2 separate regions of the Ovis aries genome follow, and region 2 is linked to region 1. Evidence: chromatin contacts called from public Hi-C data. All regions are on one chromosome and are shown on one strand. The core of a region is the stretch at or near the end of the contact, and the rest is flanking DNA. Distances in the headings are between cores, read along the strand shown. Region 1 has its middle 120 kb from the start of BCL6. Region 2 holds the start of BCL6 (BCL6 transcription repressor).

What was found. A called contact is a pair of places that touch in the nucleus more often than the background predicts.
Region 2: a Hi-C map of tail adipose tissue shows a contact between it and region 1, with 3 times the contacts expected there. The contact joins the promoter of BCL6 here to the enhancer-like site in region 1. A contact is called at or near these places in 2 of 16 Hi-C or Micro-C datasets (omental adipose tissue and tail adipose tissue).

What each region holds. Positions count from the first base shown.
Region 1 is chr1:200,261,241-200,266,570 of ARS-UI_Ramb_v3.0, forward strand. No RefSeq gene overlaps it. Among named protein-coding and RNA genes, the nearest start is that of BCL6, 120 kb to the right of the region's middle. Within about 2 kb of position 1,326, at least 5 of the 54 cell types and tissues checked have an H3K27ac peak or open chromatin away from gene starts, as enhancers often do. A contact at or near this core is called in tail adipose tissue, where this site is marked.
Region 2 is chr1:200,383,108-200,388,135 of ARS-UI_Ramb_v3.0, forward strand. It overlaps BCL6 (BCL6 transcription repressor), which reads left to right and starts at 1,854. Exons shown (of 10, transcript XM_042233309.1): 1 at 1,854-5,028. It overlaps LOC105602706 (a long non-coding RNA gene), which reads right to left and starts at 1,505. Exons shown (of 3, transcript XR_001021447.5): 1 at 1,243-1,505.

The sequences.
Region 1 (5,330 bases), core at 76-2,575:
ATGAGCTTTCATTCCTCTGGGGTTATGGGCTACTTGGCTCAGCACTTCTGATGGTGAAAGAGATAAAGGCCAGACCTTCCTATGTGTCAGTGTGTGTGTTAAGAGTCAGTCGTGTCTGACTCTTTGCAAGCCCATGGACTGTAGCCCACCAGGCTCCTCTGTCGTAAGATTCTCCAGGCAAGCATATTGGAGTAGGTTGCCACGCCCTCCTCCAGGGGACCTTCCCTACCCAGGGATCAAACTCACATCTCCTGCGGCTCCTGTATTGCAGGCAAATTCTTTAGCGCTGAGCCACCAGGGAAGCCCCTCTGTGTCAGCAGCAATGAGTTAAAAATGGGGGTTGAGGACAGAGGATAAACCCAGAAGTGGAGCATTCCAGGCATCAGAAAATCAAAGCTAATCACTCATCACCATACCAAATAGCTCTTTAGATGTATTATTCTTTATTTCAGGGAAAATTAGTCTCTAGGAGACTATAATCCACCAAACTTGCACTCCCCTGCTTTACACCGGAGGCACACTTGCTCAAAAACTCTAAGCTCCAGTCCTTATCTGTTCCAAAGCAGTAAGGGCGGGGAGGTAGTTGGGAAGAAGATCCTAGGAAGGGATGGTTACTTTCTTGTCTTATTCTGAAACAGCAGCTTAGGTATCCTATCATAGGTAAAGCCCATTTCAGACACGTGTATATGCCAAATAAAAAGAGCTTCTGCATCTCCAGGGAGTTCTTATAGCTTTCCTTGCAATTTAAAGTTTTTCCTCTGTAGTTCCTCAGAGTGGATCTCAAGGGAAGGAGCCAATAGTTCAGTCTAGTTCAGCATCTTCTTAGAAACCTCTCTTGACTTCTCAAAGGCTATGCACTCTTCTTCCCACTCTGCCTTTCTTTAACACCTGGGTGTCCCAGGCAACAGTCGGCTGAATACTGGTGTGAGTGGGTGCACTGGGTCAGTGCATCCACTTGGACTGAAAGCAGAGGCAGCACACAGGAGAAGCCGGGGCTGGGCTCATGCTCTTATTCAGTCGTTGACTTGCTGTGGACTTCCGCAAGTCATTTAACTTCCCTGAGCCTCAGGGTCCTGTTCTGAAACGTGAAGTTAATAATAAAACTGACCTCACCGGGCTGACTGCAAGATTCAAGTGAGAAATTGGATGCTAAAGGGCTTTATAAACTGATTTTATTGATCATCTGGAGGAAGGGAAAGGAGTCTAAGGCTGGGCGAAAATTCACTTGCACAGCCTCAAAATTTTACTGTGTTGGCCCTGCTAAGAAAGCCTGATGCAACTGAGCATTCTCTTATTATAGAAAATGACGAATCTGTGTTTGATGCCAGAGTTGTCACATTCTTCCAAGAGTGCAGACTTTTATGGGCCCCTGGAAGCTCTGCCGGGGACTATTTCTGAGGACGGGAACATTGTGCCTTGTTGGCAAGGTTTGTTAAACCAAGGCCACTTGTGGTCATTGAAGAATCTGGGTCTGCCTTTGCTATGGTAGGGGCGCGGCATTAATCCTGTCCTTTGATGTTTACAGATTTGGATACACAGCTTCTGCTGAGCTTGGTGCCCTTAGCGTCCTTGTTTGGGGAGGGTCTCGTTCCAGGCTAGTTAGGGGAGTGAGAAGTGGGAGAACAGGATGGAGCAGGTCCAAATCAGAGACAAGTGGCAGAGGTAGAAATGAAAAAGAATAATGTGTTCTCTCTGGGAATTTATACAAGGACAAAGCTAATGAGACTTTGTTTTCAATTACTTAAAATGTAGTCTGTCATTGAAAAGATGATGTAATGACTTTAAAACAGAAAACAAGCCAGAATCCTACAACATATTTAACTGCTTTTATTTTTGCACATTCTTGTCTATTTCTCATTGTCATCATGTATGCGTATTACGCATTTTATCTTACGGCCTGATTTTTTAAAAATTGTATAATATGAATTTTTCTTTTCAAGTTTGTATTTTAACCACTATATAATATAATTTTGATACTGTTTTATAATTAATGAAGTCATTTTTCTACTACGGCACATTCGGCTTCTCTTCAATTTGTTTTTGTGTGTTGTTTATTTGTTTGCGTTTTCACTATTATAGTGAATGCTGTTATAGACATGTTTGTACATTTTGCTTTTTGTTGTTGTTGAATTGCTACCTTTGCACAAATTCTGAAATTCCTATGAATGGGATGACTGGGGAAATATGCTTGGGATCTTCATAGTTCTCATATACTATTTAAAAAGTGTTAATTTGAAGTGTTACTAGCCAGTTTAACCACAGCTCTTTCAAGCATTAATTGTTTGCTTAGACCTTTTTCCTATTTTAGTCTATCAAAAACAGTGCTTCAAATTTGTTTTCATCTGCACTTCTCTGTTTAAGAGCAAAGTTTAATGTTTTTCACGTGTTTTTGCGTTTGTCTAGATCATATTATTAAAATGAAAAGTAAGCTACCATAAGTTTTGAGAATTTTTTAAAAACTCTCCCCAAGTGTTCCCCAAAATATTTATTAAGGAATTTAACTTTCCAAATTAATCAGATATAATGAATCAAAGAGCAGTGTCAAACTAATTTGTCTTTTCTTTAGTTGGTTAAGTGTCTTTCATGTGTAATTCAAGTTCTGTTAGGAATGTTTTAAAGGATCTTAAAAATAAGACATGGCTATTAACTCCCCAAAGTTTACATTCCAGTACAGTTATTACCATATGACTGATCGGGATTCAAAAATTGTTCAGTGTTATAAGAAGAGAACAGAACAAGAGTTATGAGGAAAGAATGGGGAAATTATTTCTGACTTTAGAGGTGGAGTATGAGGAGTCAGAGAAGGCTTCTTGGAGGAAATTGCATCTGAGTTGAATGAAAAGGGTCTCTGAGATAGGGACCTGTTTCAGGGCAGTGGGGGAAGTGTGTTGGTGAGAACGTTTTACTCATTTTTCATGGGGAGCTTCTGAGATTGTTTTCTTAATATTTTAATTGTATTGATTACAGTTGATTTACAATGTTGTATTAATTTCAGGAGTAGAGCAAAGTGACTCAGTTATACATGTACATATATTCATTCTTTATATATATGTGTGTGTGTGTGTGTGTGTGTGTGTGTGTGTGTATCTCCATTCTTTGAGTCTTCTAAGGCATAGCTACTCTCCTTCTTGTGGGAAAATGGAGCCAGGCAGGGATGACCAATCCATGGCCAGCAGGTCACATGAAAGGGACAGGTTTCCCTGTAAGTTTCATTTTAAAAACAAACATAAGACAAAAATTGACCAGTTTCAATTGTCTCCACAACAGTAAAATTATATTATGTATTTTGAAAGGCCTGAAATTTACAGTGAGGCTCAGTGCTTCCCAGTCCCTTCCAAGACATGGTACACAAAGAAACTGATAGTATTTCTTTGTTGTTCTGGAGTAAACATACCCACATGTTATTGGGGACAACTAGCTCAGAGTCCTGGCTATTCCTGGTCCTACTAATTGTCCAAAATGCTGAAAGGATAAATTTCTGGGCACTTTGGAACCCACTGGGTAAACATCATGTGGGAAATTCTACTAGTAGATAAAATGATTAGTAGAAACAGTTACTGGACATTTATTCTGCATGATAAATAATCAGTGAATTGGGCACTGAGATTGGTAAAGAATAAAAAGAAATTATTATAGCCCTTAATTGCTATGACTTTGGCCAGGTGATTTACCATGGGATAAAGAAACTTCTAGTATTACATACAAAGTAACATAATTGCACCCTGAACTTTTTACCATCAGCGTGATTGGATACGATTCTTTTTGTTATTTTCTAAAGAGCAAGCCTTCGCTAGCACTCTTTTTGTTCCCCAACACATTGTCTCAACAATTTATTAGAAAAGAAGTGGTTTCAAAGGTATCCTTAAGGGGATTCTAGTCTACTCTTCTTCCCAGTGAAAGAGTACAGTCTATAATTTTCCTGATAAGTCACTGGCACTGAGTTCAAAGTTTGAAAATCAACCCAAGAGACAAGAAACTTACCTAAAGAATATATTACAAAGCTGGCTGATAAGAATTAATATTTTGCATTTATATAGTGGTCTTGTTAGTTCAAAACTTAATCATATCCCAAAAGGTAGAAAGGTAGCAGACAGATTTCTTGAGATCGTCATTCAAAAAAAGAGCACTTCAGTCTAGTTATTTGTTTACTTAATTAAACCCTGTCTTGCTCTAGAAGTTGTTTCAACTAGACAGAGTATATTGGCCATTCAAGGATTCAATAGTTTAAAGTTTAAAGGTTAGAAAATGATTTAAAAGACAGTCTTCGCATAACAGAAAAAAATGTATTTGCAAGAATATGTTTTAAAAAGTTACACAATTAGGTGAAGTGCTCTTGTGGAAAAATTCCTGAAAACCTTTGGTATACCACCATGCTTATTATTATATTAGAAATTCTAGCAGCTGTGCTTTTCTTCTAAATTAAGAAAATTAAGCAATATCATGAGCTAATGCCACATCAAAGTGGCATATTTCAACACTTCAAGGCCATGTGTTGCCAGAGTTGAGTTTTCCAAGAGCCCTGGCTCACTCCACTCTTCTTGGGGGCAGATGTTGGAGTGGTCACTCCAGGCCAGGGAAGTCAGCATTTCTTGCTTCTCCTTCCAAATTGTGGTGAGATTGTGGTGGATTCACTTTATCCCACCTCAGTTTCTCGGGTGAGGTCCTGTGCCATGTAAAGAGGTTGTGGTCAAATGGGAATACCTGAAAGGTTGCCACATGGAAGAGGGATTTAGCCCATTCTGCACGGTCCCAGAGGAGGGAACTGGGACCAACAAGATGGTAACTGCTTCAGAGAGATGGATTTGGATTCTACACAAAGACGGAGTGTAAGGGGAAAAAAAGAAAAACAAAGAGGACTCCTTAACACTCCTTCTTACTAAGACAAACACCTCAACTAAGCTCTTTAATTCTTTCAACAACTCAACAGGTTAAATATTATTGATTCTTACAGACTAGGAAACTGATACTCAAGAGAGAAGAAAGGCACTTGGCTAAGGGCACACCAAGACTGAGGGAGCCAGAACTGAGACCCAGATCACATCAAAATTCAAACATGACCCACTGTATGGAATCAGCTCATGGAATTAACCACTGAGTTATGCTACCTTAAAAAGGGAAGTAGGGGGAAAAATATCAAAAATCAATCATTATTTAATAAGCAACAAGTTACTATGGGATTTGTGAATGATCAAGATGGACCTAAAGTCTAAGGGCAAAGAGTTAGGATTGGAGGTGGGAACACCAACTGAGGTCAACCCAACGGTCTTGTAAGAGACAGATCCCAAGGGAATAGCTGGTGAGCTGACCATAGATAGTATTAGGCTTGATTT
Region 2 (5,028 bases), core at 604-3,103, 120 kb after region 1:
CTCTGCTCACTTCTCCACTATAAACCCAAATTTGGAGAGGTAGATTATTTGGGGAGATATCTTTATTGGAAATTAACATGTGCAGAAATTTTGTGGAACCTTTAAGAACTCCTCTGTAATTTAATGAGTCCGCCTGAAGGACTTTCATAGCCAAGGCTCAGAACAGCCTGACCTTTGAAAGCTGCTTCTGGTCCAAACATTTTGGGTTAATACTTGAGGAATCTGAAATATTATTTTCCCCTCACACCCTCTTTTAAGAGAGAGACATAAAAGAAACAAGAGTCTCCCTCATTCAGGGATGAGTAGGAGGGGAAAAAAACCCCAACCAACATTTAAATAGGGAAACTGGCAGTTCTGAATAAACAAACCAAGGCCCACAGTGAAATGATTCTGCACTGCATTTGCCTTTAAAAAGAAAGGAAGGAAGAAAGAAAGATTTCCCCCCTTTTCCTCCTCCTCCTAACTCAGCTCTAAAACTAAGAGGACTGTGCTGCGTGAACCGCGTTGTAGTTGTAGCACAGTCTGTTCTAAATCCACGCAGTATCTGTGATACTGGCACCGCAGGCCTTTAGAATTCCCTCCGGCTGGTCTCTTTAAACACAGACAGGAGAGATTTTTAACAACGACCTTGAAACGAGCTGGGAGAGAGCGGGGGGAACCAAGACCTAAAGAAAAAGCAGAACACAAACATGTATTTGGCTCACAGAATTTTGTAGAACACACGCGTACGCGTACACATACACATACACACACGTTTCTTGCAGCAAGAATTTTCCTAAGAGTCAACAATAACAGAGTAAACCCACCACTTGCTGTCCTGGAAAGAAACAAACCAAAACAAATCCTTTGAACATGTCTTTCTAGCGCAGGAGAGCGTCCTCTCAGTAAAAGTCCAAGGGAAAAAGGAAAATTGAACACCCTTCCCCGCCCCCCTGAAAAAAGTGGGGGTCGGAATTGTTACATATGACAAAAAACTCAAGCTTCTTTCAACACTATCAGTATTAAAATAACACGTCTTCCTTAAATCGTTTGAGACATTTCATAGGGGTAAAACAAAACAAAATCCAACCGATGCGGGATCCTACGATTTACGTAACATCACAAAGTTGCAAAAGGCAAAAATCAGAAGCAAAAATCCGCAAACCATCATAATACAACCACCCCAAATCCCAAACCACCACACCAAGGAAAAAAAAAAAAATCCCAAACTGTCCCAAATAAAAATAAAGCAAATGAACCCACCGAAAACTGCTTGGCAAATATTTTTCTCGTGGTGCCTAATATTCTAGCTGGAAAGAGCTGTGGTGTTTTTTTTTTTTTTTTTTCCCTTACTCGCCCCGAAACCTACTATATATAACAGACTTTTCCCAAAGGTTCGAACCTCTCGCTTCCTTTTGTGTTTTGAGCTCGGAGGAGCTGAGTTTATGGGGAAGAGAGGAGAAATGAGCCCCAGACCCCGGGGAAGCAAAGCGCACTCCCCCTCTTATGTCACCGAATAGCAAATTAGTTCTCAGAATTCCAGAGGCCGAGCTTTGCTACAGCGAAGACGCCGACGTCACAGAGGGGCGCCCACGTGACGGTGGCGGAGCAGGCTGTACCACCGACCGGGGGCCGGGGAGGGAGAGCCACCGTCCGGCCCCTCGACCCTCGCGCCGAAATCTCCAAACCCGAGACGTTCAGCCCGTGAGGACCCCAAAATCTGCGGGACAGCGGGAAAATATTTTGGCTTGGAGGGCTTTTTATGGCCCGGAGGAGGCATAAGTCGTGGAGAGCTGACACCGAGTCCTCCCCTGCTACGTAGCAGTGGTAAAGTCCCCAGCTCAAATTCCGAGAATTGAGCTCTGTTGATTCTTAGAACTGGGGTTCTTAGAAGTGGTGATGCAAGAAGTTTCTAGGAAAGGCCGGACACCAGGTGATTATTGCTGTTGCTGCCGCCGCTGCTGCTGCCGCCGCCGCTGTTGCCGCTGGTGCCGCTGCCGCCGCCGCTGCTCATGATCATTATTTTACCTTTTAATTCTTTTTTTCTGCTCTTGCCAAATGCTTTGGCTCCAAGTTTCCTATGTGTATCTATTGATGTAAATGTATATATTTATTTATTGTAGCTGTCAGGTGTTAAAATAAATGCCGAAGATTAGTCCCACGTCTCTCCCACTCTAGGATGTAGATTTTTATATTTTTATTATTTTATTCTTGTTGTCTTTGAGTGAATTGGCCGGTTTGGGGAGGCTTTTGCCACCCTCCCTTGTGTTGTTTTGGTTTTTGAAGAGGAGGTGGAGGAGAGGAAGGAGGGGAATTAGGGGGCGGCCGGAGCAGAAAGGACGAGACAGTGCTTGGGGGGTGATTCGGGCAAGTCTGGGGGCTGTCTGGCCCCAGACGGCGGAGAGGACGCGCGCTCGCGCTCTCGCTCTTTCTGCTGCTGCTTGCGTACGGCTTGTGATCTCGCTGGATTCGTGCGGCTGTGTTTTTTTTTCCCTCTTTTCTCGCTTGCAAACTGCCTTCCTTGCTCCCTCGCTCCAGCCTCGCCTTCCTTCCTTCCCTCTCCTTTCCCTCGCCTCTCCTTCCTTCCCCTCTCCCGTCCTTCTTGGTCACTCCGGGAGGCGAGGAGGGAGACTGCCCTTTCGCTCGCCCCGCTGGCTCCCTTCCACCGGCCTCGGTCCTCTCGATTCCCCACCTCCGAGCCGAGATTTTGGAGGAGAAATGCAAGCGAACTCCTAGTGGATATTTATTTTTTTTCCCCTTCATAAACCCAGATGAAGTGTTCCTTTCTGAGCCGCGATCTTCCTAACGAGATCCGAGCGTTTTGGTGTCCCCTTCCCCTGCGTTTTGGGGGAGGTTTAGCTTGCCTGGGGGCGGGGATGTTGAATAGTTTGGAAATCATTCTTTCTTGGTTGCAGTCTAGGGAGTCGGGAACCCCCGCGCGCTCCCTCTCCCGGTCCTGGGGAGAGAGGCTTGTGGCGGGATGGGGATTTGGGGGTGGGGGTGGGAAAGGGGTGCGCGTTTGCACCTGCGGTGCTGTTCAGAGTGCGGGGACTCCGGGAACCTTCGCAGAACGGCCCAGCCAAGCGGGAAGGTGGCGGGATTTCTGGCGGTCGTGGTGTTTGTATTTTGGGCGCTGCGTGACTCGGTGTTAGCTCCCAATGGCTGTTTCCCTGCTTTCCTAAATTTTTATTTTTCCCGTGGTGCAAGCTTTGTGAAAACAAACAAAACAAAAACTGCGGGTCGGAGAGTAGCGGCGTCAGGCTTCAGATTCCCGAGGTCTTTGCACAGGGCGAGGGAAAAAACAAACAGCCCCAGCCCGCGTTCCTACGTGCAAGACCCGGGAGGAGAGAAGGGCACTTTGTGGCCCTGGCTGGGGGACCTGGCGCCGGAGGAGGGGGCGCGGGCGCGAACGGGAGATCTTTGTGAGTGATTTTGCAGAAATGGATTGCGAGGTTGGTTGGATTTGCAACCTGTAGCTCTCCTCGAGGGAGTAGGAATGGGGGAAGGCGGCGGCGGCGGCGGCCGGGGGCGGGAGCCGGTAGGGAGTGGAAGCCTCGGAAATCGGCTGCGCTGGGGAGCCGCGGGAGCGAGGGGGCCACTCCGCTGCCGGATGTAGTGACCGTGGTAAATGTCTTGAGAACTGTAGATTGCGTTGCCGTTATGATGCCGTGTTATTGGAACTCTGGCCAAATATGGAACTCGTGTTGCAATAATTGAGTTTTAAAAGCTATCCCATGGAAAACAAGTACACAATCCTACAAATTAAAAAAAAAAAAAGCTTGAAAAGGATCCTGTTTATGTTGTGCCCCTTCTCTAAATGTTTGTCTTGGTGGTGCGGGTCCTGACAGCTGAGCCGAAGGAATGGCCCCAAACTGGGCGCTCAAAGTCAAGAACTGTTACTGGGTCCCTGACCTCTTCTGTGAGCTCGCCATCCCCTCCAGGAAACTGATTTAATCCTTTCGGATTTTTTTTTGTTCAATCAGTTTATAGTTTCCAGGAGGAGAATCTTGTAATGCCCCCCCCCCCTTTAAAGTAAAGTGAGTGTCAGTAGATGCATTTTTTTTTACTGTCAAAAAGGAAAAAAAAAAAAATGGGGCAGGAGAGAAGGAACCAGGGAAAGGGCTGTTTAGAAATACAGTTTGTGGCTCAGAGCGATGCCACTGGCTTCCTCTACAGAGACTGCCAGTTTCCCTTTTTCTTTGCAAGGTGTGTGTGGTTTTGATAAATAACTTAAGAAAAAAATTAAGAGGGGGCCCGGCAAGATCCGTCAGGAGACAGGTATCTATTTTGCTCGCTATTTACTACCAAGAGCCTTTGGCACTTGAACAGAACCTCGTAAATCTGCAGCCCAAGTTGAAGTTCATCTGGCCCTAGTCCACACGCTATTCCTGGAGGTAGCAAACATGAGCTCAAAGGAACGAGGTGAAATCACATTCTCGCTTTAAAATATATGCTTTTTTTTTTAAAGGAGAAAAGATAATGTGTCTCTGGGGGAGGAGGAAATGGAAAGGGAGTACCAGGAGATGGGCATTCCCTGCCTAAAATGACTATAGTTGAGTTTTCAGGCCAAAATAGAAGCCTGCGGATGGGAAATAGTACCCCCCTCTCCATTTATAAATAGAAGTTTCCAATATCCTACTTGGAAGACTTTCCAATACTGCAGGCCCAAACATTGACTGATTTTAAGGGTCTGTTGATAGTGACGATAAGGCTATCTGTAAAAACCGAGCAACCTGAAGGAGAAAGCAGATAGAAGTGGGAATTCTCCAACTGGTTATTACCGCAATGCTCAGTTTCTGAGAGTTCTACCCCCTTGCTTTCATGAAAAACAAATGTCCCATTTTTATTCTCGGTTTGGGACAGGAATGGGACTCTAAACTCTGTCGTTAGTTGAGCCTTAAAGAGTTCCAGTTATTGGTTGAGTAAATGGTAGCCATGACTAGATGTCAAAATTCTTCCTTCCCTCTCTCCTTTGCTGGGTAGCCACACTCACAACCCACTTTGTTGTGAAAAATTAAGATTCAGAGAGGTGGCGCGGCAGCGCCACCC